Regions from separate parts of the Mus musculus genome. Here region 1 is linked to region 2. The links are chromatin contacts, called in public HiChIP or PLAC-seq maps. All regions are on one chromosome and are shown on one strand. Each heading gives the region's core, a stretch centred on a gene start, on an enhancer-like site or on the middle of the called end of the contact. The rest is flanking DNA. Distances are from core to core; before and after follow the strand shown.

Region 1 (3,733 bases), core at 533-3,032, 110 kb before region 2:
CACACATATGGTACTTTACATATCCACTGATCTGTTGACCACTTGGGTTTTTATTTTCTTCAGCTTTGGTGAACAGCAGGGCCCACAGCAGTCTTGTACAGACTTACACGTTGGAACACTTGTTTTCAGTTGTGTGTGCCACCTGGAATCAGAACAGCAGCTGCACCCTCTCACGTGTACCAGCAGTGCACCAGGGAGAGCATTTCTTCCCTTCCCTTCCAACGTTATTACACATAAGCACACATGCACAGATGCGTGTAGACAGGCCAGAGGCCAATGTCACATGACTTTTTCAATTGTTCTCTGTGTTTATTTTTTTAATTAAAAAAAATTTAAGGGAGAGCTTGAACCCAGTCTGTATCCCAACTACTCGTCCCATACCACACATTAAGCATTTGAGGTACCCATGTTTGGGGAAACCCTAGGAACAGCATGTGAGGAATACAATGGATAAGCCTCACCCAGGGAAAAGCAATTACATGACCATAATATGGTATTTCCTTTGCCAGGTGTGCTCCATTATACTTTTTGGTATAGAATCTCAATTGAACCAAGGCTCTCCAGTTCTGTAGTCTGGCTGCCAGCAAACAACAGGGATCTTCCTATCTCTCCCATCCCAGCACCGAAATTACAGAGGAGGATTTAGGAGGCAGGGCCTATCTGCTAAGGGTGGCCATTGAAGGTTAACTCTATTCCTTGTCTCTGATCACTCCCTCTTCTCCAGCCTGGTCTACTGTAATGTGAGTAGCATCGGCATAGCTTCAGCTGCCATAATCTCAACAGCTTTGCCAAATCTTTCCCACGGAGATGGACTGAAACCCTCTCACACTGTGACCCAAAATAAACCTTTTCTTCCTGCAGCCTTTTCTGTCTGCTACTGTGCTCACATTAAAGCAAGGGGATAAAATGTAAGCCATGCATGGTAACATACACTTTTAGCCTCAGCACTAAGGAGACAGAAGCAAGCAGATCTCTGTGAATTCAAGGCCGGGTGGGGCTACACAGTGAAACACTACTGTGAGCTTGTGTGCGCTCACGTGTGCGTGCACCCCCCCACCCCCCCCACACATGTACGTTGTAAGAATGTTTTTTTTTTTTTGTATGTGTGGGATGAGTTGAGACAGGGTCTCATTGTGTATCTGAGGTTGGCTTCAAACTTCCTATGTCTCTCAGATTAGCCACATTTTTTTTGAGAAACTGTTCAGCCGTAAAATGTGCTGGGCTTGTGGCACTATACTCATTTATGGGCCGCTGGGTATGAACCCTGTTTTCATGCATGCTAATGTTAGCCCTCTAACAGCTGAACTGCAGTCTGGCTAGTTTTTGTTTTTTTGAGACTGGTCTCACTATAAAGCCTTAGCTTGCCTGGAACTGTTTTAGATCAGGCCGATCTTGAATATACGCCTCTACCCTCAGTACTGTTCATCATATAATTTTATTCAAATTATAAACTTTCATCAGCTACATAACATACAAATGTTGTCTCCCATTCTGTAGGTTGTCTTTATGCCTTGACTTTGGTGGAGGTGTAGTTGTGGCTGTTAGAAACAAAGAATAATCTCTCCCCTCCCTCTCCCAGGCCTCGCGGCTCCAGAGTCCGCCTCCCGCCCGACCTTTTGGCCCCGCCTCCGCGCGCCCCGCCTCTCGCCAGCCCACTCAGGTCGTAGCTTCATCCCTACTCCTCCTGCCTCAAGGCTGTTACTCCTCCCCTCCTAGACCCCACCCCATCTGGCCCTTTCCAGCAAGCCACGCCCCGAAACATCTCCGCCCCCGGCTCGCCCTGCCTCCCCGGAGCCCTCCCGGCCCGCGCGCGCGGCCAGAGCAGACCTCCCGGCTCGACTGGCGGCGCGGGCAGCGGTGAGTGCGGCCCTGCTGGGTGCCCGGTGGGGAACACCAGATTCGGGGCGCTGGGCACGGGGCGGCAACAGAGGCGAGGGTCGGGCTTTGCCACCTGCCTAGAGTCCCGGGGCACCGCGCTCTCCTTGGGGGGCGAGCAGGGATGTCGTGGGACCCGGGGTGGCGCGCTCTGGGCGGGATTGAGGGCGAGGGGTCCCAGCAGTGCGGTTGTGTTTGGTTCTCAGTCTCGGACTACCCAGCTTCCGTCCGAACCTCACCAAATGATGCCCCTCGGGCTTATAGGAAAAGGCGCGACTTTCTCTAGTAACCTTTAGTATCTAAGTTGCGATTTGGAGAACGCCCCTGTGTGTACTCTGAAAGCAAAAGCGAATAGAGAAAAAGTAGAGTAACTTTCCAGATGCTCTTTAGCTGTTCCGGGCCCACGCGTCTTTTGCTCTTATCCCTGTGAGTTTCACACGGGTTCCCAGACCGGTGCGAGCGTATCGGAGAGCAGGGGAACTTCAGGATCGCGGAGTCTAGAGCCCAGGCGAAGGAGGACGTGACCCCCGCCTGTCCTGCCAGCCCAGTTCTTACTTCCCAGTGGTTTCCAGGTCCGTGTGGGTCTAGACGGTGCTTTTGATCGTCATTCGGTATCGTGCCCCCAGCTTTCCGTTGAGGTTTAAGAGGAAGAGGTGAGGAGAGCATGGGTGTGTTTTAGAAAGGGTCGTTTGGACATTCCCTACCTAATACTTTGTCGGGTTTGTGCTTCCGGAGAGTGAAGCTGATGTCATTCTCTGTTGGACTGAGCGGTAGTCATTGGGAAATAGTTTGTGGAAGTCACGGGGCTCTCTAAGCTCATCCCCTTTTTGCTGTTTTGAGACGGTCTTAGATAGTCCAGGCTAGCATCCCAACTCCATATGTAGCTGAGGCTGGTCCTGGACTTTTCTGCCTCCACAGTGTTGAAATTACAGGGTTGTGCCACTGAGCCGCTCCTCCAGCCTTTTCTGAATTAAACCGTCCTCCCCTGAGTGAGCTGAAGCTGGTTCAGGGACTCCTGGACTCCATATTGGAGTCCTTTGAAGGAAAATCATTTCTACCACTAGGTGCTTGCCTCCTCTTCTGCCCTCCGCTCCAGCCTTCTCAGATTGGCTCTTTTAAAGTAGAACTAATGCAGAGAGAAAGGAGCTGAGTGGTATCACTAATTCCTCCAGCGATTGGCTTTATCAGTTGGATCAGGATCCAGAGGGTGTGTCGCTTGCCTTGCCTGACCTAGAATAACACCCATACTTCATCTTCTCAGCCAATCCTTGTTCTGCCTTCTAAAGGTGTTCAGGCCAGCTCAGAAATATTTGTTGTAGATCTACTTACTGTGGGAGAGGCCCATTGTCCTCCTTCCTATTCCACTAAAGGCATTAATAATGAATGGTTTTATTCCTGCCTGAAAAAATATCCTTATGATAGTTTACTGAATCAAGTGACACAGTGATTGGTATCAGATCCACCCAGTGTCTTGAGTCTCTAAGATACTAGACTCCCTAGATAGTAGCTCCCTTCCTTTGGCGGATACATTCCTTTGTCCATCAATACTTTTATGGCCTGGCCGTAGGAGGGGAAAGGGCTACCCCTTGTCCTTTGAAAATGCTGAAAAAATGGCTCCTGGCCCTAAGTGGCTTATGCTATGGGCGAAAAGCAGGCGTGCTGTTGAAAAGTTCAGAGCTTAGCTCAGAATCCCAGCTTAGGCAATTGGGAGATGTTCCTAGACAGGGAAAGTTGTATGGGAAAGCTGAGGTCTGAGCACACTGCACATAAGCAGAAAGGTCTCAGCAGAGCTGCAGCAGAGGTGTAGACAAGTGCAGGATGGAACACAGTAAGAGCAAAACCTGCTGAGTGGAAGGGG
Region 2 (3,718 bases), core at 989-3,488:
GCAGTGCACTCCAGAGACATCCATTCTAAAACCCTGGTTCCCCCTCTGGCTTTCCCAAACATCCCTATGTGTACATTTCAGAGGGACCCAGGGGACCCTGGGGAGCTGGGAGGTCTGCCGGCTCTGGTGCCTGTTACCTGATACTCCACCTGGCTCCCCAACCTGGCATGTCCCAGCAGCTGCAGCAGCTGCCCCAGCCCTTTGAGCAGAGCAAACTCCACTCCCCACCCCACCCTGGAGCCATTACAGGGAAGCCTGGGTCGACAGGGTGGCTTGTTGGGCTATGACTGAAAGCAGCCTCTGCATTGTTACTGTTCACCTCCTTGTCTGTCCCTAGTCCCCAAAGAAGGAGCTCCTACAGGGGATGCCAGCCAGCCCTTGGCACAGGGACCAATACAGAGTAGTTGCTTGGTAAAGCCAGTGAGTGATGAGGCGTGCCAACTGGCCAGTACTTCCCCACTTCCTGTTCCCACCCTCCCTACCTCTGCCCCTCCTCCCCATCCTCCCCTTCCCTTGCCCACTGTCCCTCTGCCTGTTCTTAGGCCTGGCCCATGGCCTCATGAATGCTAGCCAAGCTCTCTACTACTGAGCCATACACCCCTACCCCAATCCCTGGCCACTGCATTTCCCAACCAGCTGTCAGGCTTGGTTCCAATGTCCTCCTTCTTGTGTCCTGGCCTGCCTTTGTTTACAGAGTGCCTGCTGTCTACAGCCCTTTCCCTGGTGGGAGCACCGTAGTCAAAGACCACTTTAGTTTGTTCTCAAGTGTCTCTTAGATGGTCTCAGCACACAGGAAAGGTCTCTGTTGGGCCAAGGATGAGGCTCAGCAGGTGGGATGCCTAATGTGGATAAGGCCTTGGGCTCCAGCCCCAGCCCCCCATAAGCTATGCATATCTATAACCCTACACTAGGAGGTAGAAACAAGAGGATCAGAAGGCCAACACCAGCCTTAGCTACATAGCTCATTTCAGGCCAGCCTGGGCTACATGAGACCCTGTCTCAATCAACAGCAAGGAAGTGGTGATCGGCCAAGGCAGACCACACATTTCCATGTAACTGAGCTAACAAGGCTCTGTCCCTGCTCCTAAAGACCTCGAGCGTTTTGTAAAACAAGGATTTTTATATAACACTGTGTAATCCCAAAAGCTGGGATGTTTAGTTTCTTAGATACATGGTCTTCTGTAGCCCAGGTTAGAACTTCCTTTTTTGAGTGCTCAGAATACAGGGGTGCACTCTTCATCCCTTATGTCACAGCTCATTTAGCTCTATTGTATTTAGTATTCTTATTTTTTAAAAATAATGAAACTGGGCAAAGACTCCGAGTTGTTTGTGTGCTGGCTAGTAGGCTGGGGAGTCATGATTAAGTCCACAGATCTAACCTCAGAGCCTGTATTCTACAATCATACCTGCTTAGTGCTTTGCCCACTGCCTGGATCTTTCCCTTTCGTCTTTTCTCACTAACTTTCTTTAAAAGTCCTCATGTGTGCTCCCCTGGCATGTCAAGGCAGTCAGTCTGCAGAGCATCATTGTTTGCATTTTTTGATTGTTTGTACTGGATGAGAATTAGCTTAAACATGCTGACAGGGCCTCTGAGCTTGTTGGAAGCAGCATTTTAAAATCATTTAGTTCTTACTTTATTATTTTGTGTGTTTGGGTGTTTTGCCTACAGTGTATATCTGGGTACCATGTGAATGCCTGGTGTCTTCAGAGGCCAGAGAGAACATTGTCTTTCCAGGGACTCAAAAAACTGACAGATTTGAGCCGCTAAGTGGGTGCTGGGACTCAAACCCACGTCCTCCAGATGGGCAGCCAGTGCTCTTAACTGAGTGTCCTCTCCAGTCCTCTTGTTTAGTTTTTACTCGTGATAATAAACTTAATTTTATAATCCAGGTAGACTCAGTGGGGTGGAATAAGGAAACTGTGGACCCCAAAGTATGAGCACCAATTCTTGTTCCTTTCCCTAAGTCTTTATGGTTCTTCTATGGGAGTCTGGAATCTATACTGACAGTCACTCTGCCAGCCCATAAGATGGCACATCACTTCAGTACAGTTTTCAAACCAGTCAATTAATAAAGCAAGCATCCTTATCTGTAAGATCAAATGCCCTAGGCTCAGGAGATCAAAGATCTAGCTGTCAATAACTCAACCCATGGCTAGGAGAGCTGTCCTGGAGCCTGATCTATCACCCCAGCATTGTCCTGTGTAGCACTGCCCTCTGTGGTCATAAGTGGTATCACAACTAGATCCTTGCCTTGAGCCATGAGGTATGTTGCCAGTCTCTGGCCACAGGGCAGGTAGTACCAGGCTGGCCCTAGGTAACACCAGGCTGACCCTATCTGACTCAAGACCCTCATTTCAACAGTTTCTTCACCCCAGGGTCTGTGTGCCCTTTGGGTCTGGGGCTCTGGGAGGCAGAGCCTGGAGCCAGCTGCTACTTGGCTGACGAAGGCATCGCCCCTACACCAGCTCCGGTGCTCCAAGGATGAGACCAAAATCAGCTTTGCCCTAGAGGTGGGGGAGCACTGTTTCCATGTGAGCACCAGCCTGCTAGCTGCTAAGGACAGCCTTGCCAATGTCATCCAGATGCAACAGATCTCACCCCCCAGGTGTGTATGTCTTTCTAGGAAGAAGAGAACTTCATTTGAGGCTTTGCTTCTGGGGTAGGCTCAGAAGGGGGAAAAATGGCTGGAAGAGACACTCAGCTGTATGTCTCACCTCCATAATCGACTAATCATCTCCTAGACCCTAGGTACCGCTCCAGAAGCTGGGATATAGCATAAAACAGAATGGGTGAGCCCTGACTGCCACTGAACATATAATCCAGTGGAGGCAGATGACAAAAAAACCCATATAAGTTCTATATATGAATGATTAGGAGGTCAGGTAGTATCACCGAGGAGGTGACATTTGACCTTATCCTATATGACAAGCAGTCTGGGAAAAGAGCACTCCATGCTAAAAGCCTGGGGTGGAATGAGTCTGAGAACTACAGAAGGCCCTGAACTGGGACAGACAGGCTCTGCAGGAATGGCACGGGGAAGAACACTTTTCGTGTGCCGGGATTGTCAGCCCACACAGACGGCACTATGCTACAAGCACCTTCCTCCCAGGAAATGTCAGGTTTCCATAGCTGCAGTGCTGTAATAGGCCTGCAGGTGATAGCAAGGGGGAATGGCAGCTAGGCAGGAAGGAAAGGTCCCTTACCCAGGGAGGAGCTGGTGGGGATGGCTTTAGACATGCATAGGAAACCTGCGGAGTCATAGCACTAGGGAGTAACTGTGGTGAGTTATAGGATAGCCTGGGCTACACAGGGGGACAGAAAAGGAGGGATGGATACAATGGGAGCTGGCATTCTTACCTCATAGGAAACAGTTCAGAGGCGCACTGCATGTCTGCAGAGCTCATGGGCTCTCTACCCTCTGCTGCTCACAATCTGCCCCACTCCCTGCTCATGCTTAGCATTGTGGTTCTGAAGATGCAGGAAACACTGATCCACACACAGTTCCTTTTTCTTTCTGGGTGTGTCTCTCCTTCCCCACCCCAAGCAGTGCGTGGCTGGGTTCCACACCAGCCACCCCATTCTCTTCCAGCTCAGCACACTTCCCACGGAGCTGGCCCTGAGGACTGTGATCCAGAAAGCACAAAGCACCCACATCCTGTACCAGGTGGTACTGTGGCATGGCAGGGAGGTGGCCCTCAATGGGAGCCTCTCTGAGTC

What was found. HiChIP or PLAC-seq counts read pairs in DNA pulled down with a chosen protein or histone mark.
Region 1: an H3K4me3 HiChIP or PLAC-seq map of bone marrow-derived macrophages shows a contact between it and region 2, with 5 times the contacts expected there. The contact joins the promoter of Litaf here to the enhancer-like site in region 2. A contact is called at or near these places in 2 of 39 promoter capture datasets (macrophages and neural stem cells), 4 of 15 datasets of contacts at CTCF or cohesin (CD8 T cells, the NIH/3T3 cell line, large pre-B cells and 1 more), 16 of 484 Hi-C or Micro-C datasets (ECoMG myeloid progenitors, the HL-1 cell line, the HPC-5 cell line and 9 more), 22 of 115 datasets of contacts at active chromatin or transcription factors (the 230-238 cell line, the HPC-7 cell line, the NIH/3T3 cell line and 12 more) and 5 of 9 other capture datasets (adipose tissue, embryonic stem cells, liver and 2 more).

The regions. Positions count from the first base shown.
Region 1 is chr16:10,991,170-10,994,902 of GRCm38.p6, reverse strand. It overlaps Litaf (LPS-induced TN factor), which reads left to right and starts at 1,782. Exons shown (of 4, transcript NM_019980.2): 1 at 1,782-1,857.
Region 2 is chr16:10,878,196-10,881,913 of GRCm38.p6, reverse strand. No RefSeq gene overlaps it. Among named protein-coding and RNA genes, the nearest start is that of Gm21859, 35 kb to the left of the region's middle. Within about 2 kb of position 2,238, at least 77 of the 459 cell types and tissues checked have an H3K27ac peak or open chromatin away from gene starts, as enhancers often do. A contact at or near this core is called in ECoMG myeloid progenitors, bone marrow-derived macrophages, craniofacial prominence and 1 more, where this site is marked.